Linked DNA regions of Rattus norvegicus: region 2 is linked to region 1. The links are chromatin contacts, called in public Hi-C maps. All regions are on one chromosome and are shown on one strand. The core of a region is the stretch at or near the end of the contact, and the rest is flanking DNA. Distances in the headings are between cores, read along the strand shown.

Region 1 (4,952 bases), core at 1,550-4,049:
GCTGCCTTTGACAGCCTCACTGCCCAGGTTCCACTGTGTATAACCCAGTCACCTAAATGGACCAGGACAGCCTATCACCTCGGCCTCTAAGTCATGTGACAAGCAGATTAGATAATTTGTATTTACACAAGATGAATACATTGGATACTTTAGGACTATTTCTTGTTGATATAGCGGCGGGGGTGGGGGGTGGGGGGTACTTAGCACTGCTGTGTAACAAATCGTCCTGTATTATAGCTGCTTGGAGGGAGATTTTCCAGTTGTGTAATGGTCATTTGGTGCTAATGATATATGTGTATGTATTCATATTATTCATATAGACCTGTTTTGATACCCAGCATTATGACACACACACACAAACACACACACACACACACACACACACACACACACACACACACACACACACGCACGACATCTTTAACAGCCTATAATGTAGTAGATGAGAGAATCTGGAAAGATGTCGTTAGTTTCTTCCTTCAGGCCCCTCATTGGCTGCAGTTAGCTGTGGACTGGGGCTAGACACTGAGAGTAGTGTTTGATATTGACTGTGGGATGGGAGGGATCCCAGCGGGGTTGCTGGGCTGCAGTGGCTTCAGCCTATCCAGTGGACAGTGTCAGGTGGTCAGACACGTGGTGCCTAGCTGTCCCAAAAGCAAGCATCCTCGAGAGCCAGGTGCCTTGGGAGAGCCTTCAATGACCTAGTGTTGGAGCCATGCTTCACTCTGTTGCTAAAACCACAGAGGCTAATCAGCTCAAGGAGATGGGCACAGACCACAGCCCTACACAAGTGGAGTTGAAGGAATTTGCAGAGTTCTTAAAAAGAAGTCGGGTTGGTGATTTAGCTCAGTGGTAGAGCGCTTGCCTAGCAAGCGCAAGGATCTGGGTTCGGTCCTCAGCTCTGGGGGGAAAATGTAAACAAAATAACCAATTAAAAATTATATATATATATATTGTGTGTGTATATATATATATATATATATATATATATATATATATATAGGGCTGGAGAGATGGCTCAGCGGTTAAGAGCATCGACTGCTCTTCCAGAGGTCCTGAGTTCAATTCCCAGCAACCACATGGTGGCTCACAACCATCTGTAAAGAGATCCGATGCCCTCTTCTGGTGTATCTGAAGACAGCTACAGTGTACTTATATGTAATAAAATGAATAAATCTTTAAAAAATAAAATAAAATATAAAGTTGGCCATTCATGTAAACATTATTTAAAAGAAAAAGTCCACAGATGGCCTGATACCATACAACTGCTCCATTAAAAACAAGGTGTCGGTCTTAGGGGCTGAGCACCTAACCTAGTGCGGAGCATCTAACCTAGTGAGGAGCACCTAACCTAGTGAGGAGCACCTAACCTAGTGCGGAGCACCTAACCTAGTGAGGAGCACCTAACCTAGTGCGGAGCACTTAACCTAGTGAGGAGCACCTACCCTAGTGAGGAGCACCTAACCTAGTGAGGAGCACCTACCCTAGTGAGGAGCATCTACCCTAGTGAGGAGCACCTAACCTAGTGCAGAGCACCTACCCTAGTGAGGAGCACTTAACCTAGTGAGGAGCACCTACCCTAGTGAGGAGCACTTAACCTAGTGAGGAGCACCTAACCTAGTGCGGAGCACCTAACCTAGTGCGGAGCACCTACCCTAGTGAGGAGCATCTAACCTAGTGAGGAGCACCTAACCTAGTGCAGAGCACCTAACCTAGTGCGGAGCACCTACCCTAGTGAGGAGCACCTAACCTAGTGAGGAGCACCTACCCTAGTGAGGAGCACTTAACCTAGTGAGGAGCATCTAACCTAGTGCGGAGCACCTAACCTAGTGCGGAGCACCTAACCTAGTGAGGAGCACCTACCCTAGTGAGGAGCACCTAACCTAGTGAGGAGCACCTAACCTAGTGAGGAGCATCTAACCTAGTGAGGAGCACCTAACCTAGTGAGGAGCACCTAACCTAGTGAGGAGCACCATCTGTGTCATGACAGACTTGAGCCTCATTCTTCATGCACATGCTCCAGTTGTGTGCCTTGGCTTAAGTCACCTGACCTCTCTGAGGAGCACCCGGGAGCTCCCCGTCAACCTGAGCCAGTCAGAGTGAATTCAAAACTCCAGCAGCTCCCCCAGCCTTGAGAAAGTTGCCAGCCTTTGCGAGGCTAAGGGTCCTTCCAATGGTGACCATCACAGCCAATCCCCCATCCCCACCCTCAGTTTTTCAATCATTAAATGGTTAATGTGGAAACCACCTGAGCATAATGTCACATCAAGGATCAACATAGGTGCTGCCAGAGCCACGGGGCTCTTGGAAGTTCAGCTTTCATCAAATTTCTCAGACTTTTGCAATCTCAGGATGTAATTTCTTTACAAAGGAAAAGAGAAAACTTACAGCCTTTGTATTTGAATAATGGTAACGTGGGCGTTGCGGATGCCTGGGAAGTTCCAGGAGAAAGGACCAAGATCCATGTAACTGTCCCCAGGAGAGATTTCCTGGGAAATCCTAGCAAGAATTTGCCCTAGCCCTTGTGACCTGGGAGAGCGTTGGGTTCTGGGGAAGGGAAAGTCCTTCTAGGCCTGAGGGAGACAGATCTGAAAAGATCTGCTGCAGCCTGAAGCCGCATGACCCTGAGCTTGAAGCACTCTCCCCTGCCAGGGAACAGTTGAGAGGACAAGGGACTCCATCGGGCTGCAAAATAGAAGTGATAGTGGTCTGGTGATCTGATCCTTCGATGCAGAGCTGCGGGCTCTCCTGACTGTGTCTGTCTCTGGCTGCTGGCTCACTTCCCACCGGAGTTCTTACTCAGTAACTATTTTTATCAGAGCTCTTGAGCAGGACACAGAACATTAAGGCCAGGGAGTCCCACTGCTCACTGGCTTCTGTGTACCAAAGAGCGGCTGCAGAACGTCACCAGGCCACAACTGCGTCAAAGACCACTTTGTGATGGGCACAGCTCTGGAAGAGCCACTGAGATGGTGAGGCTTCGCCTCCGTGTGCTCATTCCTCTGGGTGAGATTGATACTGGCTGCGTGGACAAGCAGGTACATGTCGGGGTTCACACCTCACTCTGACAAGAGCTCTGAGGACACTGGTGCCAAGATCCTATGAAATCAAAGTTTCCAGTGCTGGGACCCCCTGAGTAAGCTTCACAGAGGGGCTACATTGAGGACACAGGATAACAGGGAGCGCAAGCCCACCAAAACACTCTAAGGACTGAGGTGATCCCAGACAGGTGCTAGAGGCCCAGAAATCCTTTTAGATGCCAAAATTCAAGTCGGCAAGGGGAGAGAGTTAGGAGGCAGAATCATTGAGGGTGAGAGCAGGAACCTTCCAAAAGGGCTGAAGAAGAGGGTCACCTTTTTGTCATCCACCATACAAAAGATGTTACTTTGGAAGCAGCATGAGGCCCTCACGAGACTGCCTGGACCTGGGCCTTCCTGGACCTCAGAACTATGAGAAGTATTTGTTTATTGTTTGTGAGACTTGGAGTGTGGTTCAGAGGTAGAACACTTGCCAAGTATGTGTGCGGCCCCTTGGTTCAATGTCTAATATTATCAAAAAAAATTCTAATTAAAAAATAAACTTCTGGGCTAGAGAGATGACTCAGCCGTTAAGAACACTGACTGTCCTCCCAGAGGTCTTGAGTTCAATTCCCAGCAACCGCGTGGTGGCTCACAGCCATCTATAATGAGATCTGGCGTCCTCTTCTGGCCTGTAGGCAAACGTGCAGAAAGGACGCTGTATACATATTAAATAAAATCTTTTTTAAAGTGAATAAATGGATTTCTGGGGGTTGTAGAGATGGCTCAGAGATTAAGAACGCTTAGCTGCGGGCTGGAGAGATGGCTCAGCGGTTAAGAGCACCGACTGCTCTTCCAGAGGTCATGAGTTCAATTCCCAGCAACCACATGGTGGCTCACAACCATCTGTAATGGAATCCGATGCCCTCTTCTAGTGTATCTGAAGACAGCTACAGTCTACTTGTATATGATAAATAAATAAATCTTTAAAAAAAAAAAAAGAACGCTTAGCTGCTTCTCGGAGAATCTGGGTTCAGTTCCCAATCCCCAGAACCCCCTGCAATTCTAGCTCCAGAGGGATCAGATGGCCTCTTCTGGTCTCTGTGGGCATCTGCATACGAGCTTGTGCACATACATACATACATACATACATACATACATACACATTATTAATAAAAATAAATCTTGAAAAAAATTTAAGTCTCTGATGCTTTTGTTTTAGCAGCACAAACAGTAGAAAGACAACTGGTCATGGTGGCCCCAGTGCCTTGGGTTTAATTTTCTCTAGGACCTTAACTAATGTGGTCCAGCAACGCTGTGGTGTTCGTCACCCTGACACTCGTCTGGGACTGGAGGATGCGGAGATGTTTCCTGAGATCTCAGAGATTCCAGAGTTAAGTACCACCTCACATCATCTCCGGCTCACCCCCAGATTGCTACCCACTCCCCGTTCCTTGTGCCTCTCACAGGTGACCCTAAATCCTCAGCTCTGGGTCAGGAATCAGAATCAGGACCCAGAGTTTCAGAAGTCAAGGGATGCTCTGAGGACGCTCAAGCGTGCATTCATGTTCCCACTGGGTATCTGCTGAGTGTGTGCTGCCCACGGGGGCGGGGGGGTGCTCTCACAGATAGAAGGCAGAGAGGAGAGAAGGAACTGAAGGAGAATGTCAGCAGGCCACACAGAGAGGACGGCTGGCTTCTCACAAGGGACATCAGTAAGACAAGAGCGAGACTTAGAATTACGCAGCCACATAAAAATTATGACCTCCCCTCCCCCTCCCAAAAGTGACTCAACCCCAGAATGAGTGGCGAGTCTGGGACAGTTGTCTCAGAAAACAGGATTCTCTGCCTGTTTCCTGACTCACAAACACACACCTGGTCACTCGATGGCCTTCTGGCTGCTCCCATCTCTGAAACTAAGTTTTAGTGAGACAG
Region 2 (5,329 bases), core at 711-3,210, 79 kb before region 1:
GAGGTGAGAGACTGGGGAAAACTGTGCTGGGTATACAGAATGGAGGAAAAGTTGTGCTGGGTATACAGAATGGAGGAAAAGTTGTGCTGGGTATACAGAATGGAGGAAAAGTTGTGCTGGGTATACAGAATGGAGGAAAAGTTGTTCTGGGTATACAGAATGGAGGGAAAGCTGTTCTGGGTATACAGAATGGAGGGAAAGCTGTTCTGGGTATACAGAATGGAGGGAAAGCTGTACTGGGTATACAGAATGGAGGGAAAGTTGTGCTGGGTGTACAGGACAGAGGAAAGTTGTGCTGGGTTTACAGGATGGAGGGAAAGCTGTGCATGGTATATAGGACAGAGGGAAAGTTGTGCTAGGTGTACAGGACAGAGAAAAGCTGTGCTGGGTATACAGGATGGAGGGAAAGCTGTGTTGGAGTGTACAGGATGGAGGGAAAGTTGTGTTGGGGTGTACAGGATGGAGGGAAAGCTGTGTGGGGGTGTACAGGGCACCAAACTGAGGACCTTTAAAAATTTTTTTTAAACAGGCCTTACTTTTGTGCCTCCCAGCGAGAAGGAAGATCTACTTTTGTGAGGCAGCCATTGCTGCCTCCCACCAGCCATTGCTGCCTCCCACCAGCCATTGCTGCCTCCCACCAGCCTTTTGTTTTGTTTTGTTTGTTGTTTTTTTTGTTTTGCTTTGCTTTTTTTTTTTTTCTGGGGCTGGGGACCAAACCCAGGACCTTGCGCTTCCTAGGTAAGCGCTCTACCACTGAGTTGTTTTGTTTGTTGTACTATGGATCTTAGATGTTGCACTGCCCAAGCTATAGCTCTGGTGAACATGGCAGCCAGGAACCGCCCTGGGCTAACATCTCACTGCTACTGAGAATTCACGTGGTTTTATTTAAATTCAAAATAACAATAAAAGCACTTGCCATTTGTACCCTTCACTGTCTGCTCATTCCTTTATGGAGGATGATGGGGTAGGAATCTGGTTGAAGACAGGAGTTGGTCTATGTTGACCTCAGTTACACTGGGCCACTCAGATTTCTCTATCCAAACATGTCCATCTCAGCATCTGAACTTCAGCATCTCCATATCAGCATCCCCATCTCAGCATCACTGGCTTCAGGCTGGGTACTGAGTGTCTCATTTCAGTCTCTGAAACTCAAGGCACTCACAGGGACTCTCCCCCTGATCGCCCCCCATAAGCTGACAACAGTGTCTAGCAGTGCTGGGCACCTGTGGACATCTCTGTGGTCTTTGACCTCTGCAATGAGTATGCTCCTCACTCTGGATGCTTTTGAGTAAAACAGATACACCAAGGACGTGATCACTGTTGGAGCACACGTGTGGTACGTGTGAGCTCTGCAGTCCCAGTCTGAGGCCACAGAAAGAAGAAAAAGAGAAAAGTGCCTTCTTCATAAGTTCACCCTGGCTGCCTCTGTCGGCACAGCACAGGATGACTCTGTGGCATCAGTTTCCCCTTGGTAAATGTCACGGGAGCATAAGTCTGGCCTGCTAGATGTGCTACAGATGAAGGAGACAGCCCAGTTCCACACCCATGCCTGGCACAGAGGCTGTGTGGTGCACAGGTGGGCTTGGGGCCATCACAGCATTGCATTAGCCTCATGCCTTTCTGGTCAGGTGGGTGAGGAGGAATTAGAGTGTGATGGAGACAAAGAAGAAGCCTGTGCCCAAGCTCAGCAGTTCCGGAAGGTCCCTCCCAGCCTCTGGACTGCAGCCTGGCCTCCTGCTTGCCTCTTGTTAACGAGAGCTGAGTGGCAGGTGGTGGATTGCTTGCAGATGGCAAGGGGGCCAAAGGCAGCTAAGATGGGCCAGTGGGGCCAGGACCTCATTTAGACAGATGTGTGGGATGATGTTGAATCCAGGCCACAGCTGAGTGAGCAGAGGGCAGGAAGCTGACCAGGGTTGTTCCGGGCTGGACAATGTCTTCCCAAGTGGAACCTGAATCCGCTTGGTGAAGAAGATACAGTACTTGGAGAGAGGCCCAGGTCTTCAGCCAGTGACTGTGGGCTACACATAACCTGACCCAAATAGAACCGCAGGAAAACAGGGCCAGTGATGCCGGGCCAGAGAAGTTTCCGGACCTTGTCCAGACCAGGAGGTAGAAGGGCCCTGCTACCTTTCTCTCCTTCCTTTCTCTCTTCCTTTTTGGTAACTGTATTAGTTGATTTTATTTTTTAAATCCCTGTGACCACAGTGCCTGACAGAATCAAAGGAGAACCAGTTGGTTAAGCTCATGGAGGCTTCCAAGGCCTCCCATCCACCACATAAGAAGCCATGCTTGGATCATGGCTTTGGGAGGAGATAGGAGGCCAGAAGGGTGGTGTGCTTTTAAGGGCATGCCCCCTGTCCCACTTCCTCCAGGTATGCTTTCCCCTAAAAGCTCTATAATCTCCTCAAATTAGTGTCACTAGCTGGGGACCTAGCACTCAGAATGTGGTGGAGACACATTTTAGGTTCAAACTAAACAGTAGCCTTATATTTTGATATTGTGTGACTTCCTGGGGAAATGTGAAGAAAGGCCCATTTCCCCAGATACGGCACTGTCGACAGATCCACCAAAGTCCAGCATGGTGAACCAGTGAGCTTCTCCTGGGTCACAGGAGCATGGGTGGCTCAGGCAGCTGAGCATGGGTAATGTCTCCAAAATGAATTCTGGGGTGGTGTTGGGTCCCTGAGCAACTTGCAGACAGCAGTACAGGAGAGTGTCCTCCAGCAACTGTGTCTTGCTCATATAAGCATGGGGTGGAGCCTTGGACATCTCGGAACTTTCTAAGCTTCTGTCATTGAGTCTTAGGAACCTCTGTCTTCACTGGAAGAAGGACTGTTTCTCTTCTGAGGAAAAGGCTATTCGGCAGGTAAATTTCAAACTCACAGAAGACTAGTCAAACCAGTCAGTCAGCCTCATGCAGACTCATTGAAGGTTTAGACTGTGACCCTCTCTGCATCACTACCATCCACAGTCCTTTGACCACATGCACACATGTACACATACATGGATTTTCTCAAGACACTCGATGGCAGGTCATAGCCACACACACTCTTGCACAGGGACACTTCTGTGAAGAACTTCAAGAAGCAGCCTCCTTTCCTAACACACTACGCTTAGTAATGACGCAGCCCTTCTCTATCCTGAAATGTCTTTAAGTTTTTACATCCATTTATGTTGGTAAGTGTCTGGGCATGCTTCTAGAGGTTGGAGACAATTTTTGGAAGCGATTCTGTTCCCCCATTCCACTACGCATGTCCTGGAAATCAAACTCACGTCATCATGCTTGGTCATGGCTTGGCAGCAAGCACCTCCTTACCCTCTGAGCCATCTCACTGGCCCATTATGTCCCCTCCTTGGCTTTGGGATACTGATCTGAGTGTTTGGACAAGGCGTTCTGCAGTCTGTCCTCAGGATGAGATGTCTCAAGCTTTTTTTTTCCTTGTCTTTTGAGACAGGGTTTCTCTTCATAGCCCTGGTTATCCTGAAACTCAGTGTGTAGACTAGGGTAGCCTCAAATCAGAGATCCTCCTGCCTCTCTGTCTTCCAAGTGCTGGGATTGTGGGCCTGCATCACCATGCCCAGCTTTCAAGATGAGCTCTGACTTAAGTATTCAGACAAGGCCAGCACAGAGAGTCCTGGGTCCTCCTAGGGTGTCTTGTGAGGCGACATATAGTGGGGAGTTGTCCTAGTACCCCGGATCAGTGTGGTCACCAATGGAGCCTGGTTCAGCCATGCCTGTCTGCTGATGAGTTCAAATTCCCCTCTTTATAAATAAGAAATAATTGGTGGGGAGATGCTTTGAGTCTATAAATATCCTATTGTTTGAAAACATTTTTTAAAAAAGATTTATTTAGTTTAGTTATAAAGAGTACACTGTCACTGTCTTCAGACACACCAGAAGAGGGTACCAAGATCCCATTACAGATGGTTGTGAGCCACCATGTGGTTGCTGGGAATTGAACTCAGGACCTCTGGAAGAGCAGTCAGTGCTCTTAACCACTGAGCCATCTCTCCAGCCCCTGAAAACTTGTCAATCTGCAGTTTGAGCATGCTCTGATGACCTCGCCCCTCCAGACCTACTGTGTTTACTAGTTGTGCATATTAGGGTCAGAAGTATAAGGCTCCCAGAAGCTTCTGGAAGGAGAAATGAGCTGTTTGTGTGTCAGGCCGGGGAATTGATGCCACCCTGGGATGGGGGCACTGCTCATGTGAGCTCTTTCCCCATGTGAGTCACAAGGGGGGATATGACATTTCCCAGCCTCTCCACCTCCTTCCCAGACTGAGCCAGTGTGGCTGTAAGTAGCATTTTAGCATAGCCTGTGGGCGGTAGGGGTGCCTGTCGGGAGCCATGCATTTGGGATACACTGAGCTGTGTTCCGTGATGCACTGGGGTGGGCCACCCTGCTGAGCCTCATCGAGTCTCTAGGATCCACTGTTGGTCCCTCTGGGGCAAGAATCTGTCCATTTTCAGGTCAGTAGTACAGATTCTTCACATTTACCATGTGGAATGGGAATGGGGGTCCCCCAGAGTCAGAGAGGCCATGAGGGGTCCACAGGGAGCCCCTGAACACTACCAACAGAGAGATGTTCACCCCATGGATTCCCAGTCTTCAGGAAAAGAATGGATACTGTTGATAGATAGGGTATTCTGGAAGTTTCTGTGACTGTCCTTTCCAGATCTGGGCTTGCCCTAGGCCATTGCTGTTGTCTGCAATTCCACCATAGCTTTCTGGGAATGGGGGTGTCCTGACACCCTCAGATTTCCCAAAATGCCCATCCTCTTCCCAAACTGGGTCAGAGCATCATGTGGGCTTCTCAGGCACCAGTTAAACCACTATGACAAAGACTCCCCTGAGGATGCTTGGCCAGTTCCCGCTCACTCAATTCCAACTGGGCTTCAACATTTGGGCATCTAAGCTAAAGTCCACAGCCTCAGCTCGTTAGTGAGATCTCCACCAATCTGACCACCATGAGCCCCACTTCATGTATACACTGTTCTCTCTGACCAGGTCCTCGTGCCCTGATGACATCTGACCACCCTGGTGTCCTTCCCCAGGACCCTCAGCCTGCTCCTCTCTTCAATGGTGGGAGTTGGACAGGCTCTCTTTGCTGCCTGGGTGTACTTGAATACCACCTCCCTTTATGTCCACTGTCTGGCTCTCTCCGTCTGATGTCTGCTCTGGGTAGGTAGGCAGGGTTCTATCTGTCTGGCATTCTGTTATCCCTACCTGGTGTTCAGCAGAAACTAGGGGAAGCATTTGCACCCTTGGGTCGATAAGAGGAAACCCAGAAAAAAATAGCTTTTCTCCATGTCTCACCTGACGTTTGG

Evidence for each region. A called contact is a pair of places that touch in the nucleus more often than the background predicts.
Region 2: a contact with region 1 is called in a Hi-C map of psoas muscle, with 2.1 times the contacts expected there. The contact joins two enhancer-like sites. A contact is called at or near these places in 7 of 12 Hi-C or Micro-C datasets (Schwann cells, frontal cortex, hepatocytes and 4 more).

The regions. Positions count from the first base shown.
Region 1 is chr19:64,954,953-64,959,904 of GRCr8, reverse strand. No RefSeq gene overlaps it. Among named protein-coding and RNA genes, the nearest start is that of Crispld2, 22 kb to the left of the region's middle. Within about 2 kb of position 2,799, at least 20 of the 93 cell types and tissues checked have an H3K27ac peak or open chromatin away from gene starts, as enhancers often do.
Region 2 is chr19:65,032,907-65,038,235 of GRCr8, reverse strand. No RefSeq gene overlaps it. Among named protein-coding and RNA genes, the nearest start is that of Zdhhc7, 30 kb to the left of the region's middle. Within about 2 kb of position 1,960, at least 5 of the 93 cell types and tissues checked have an H3K27ac peak or open chromatin away from gene starts, as enhancers often do.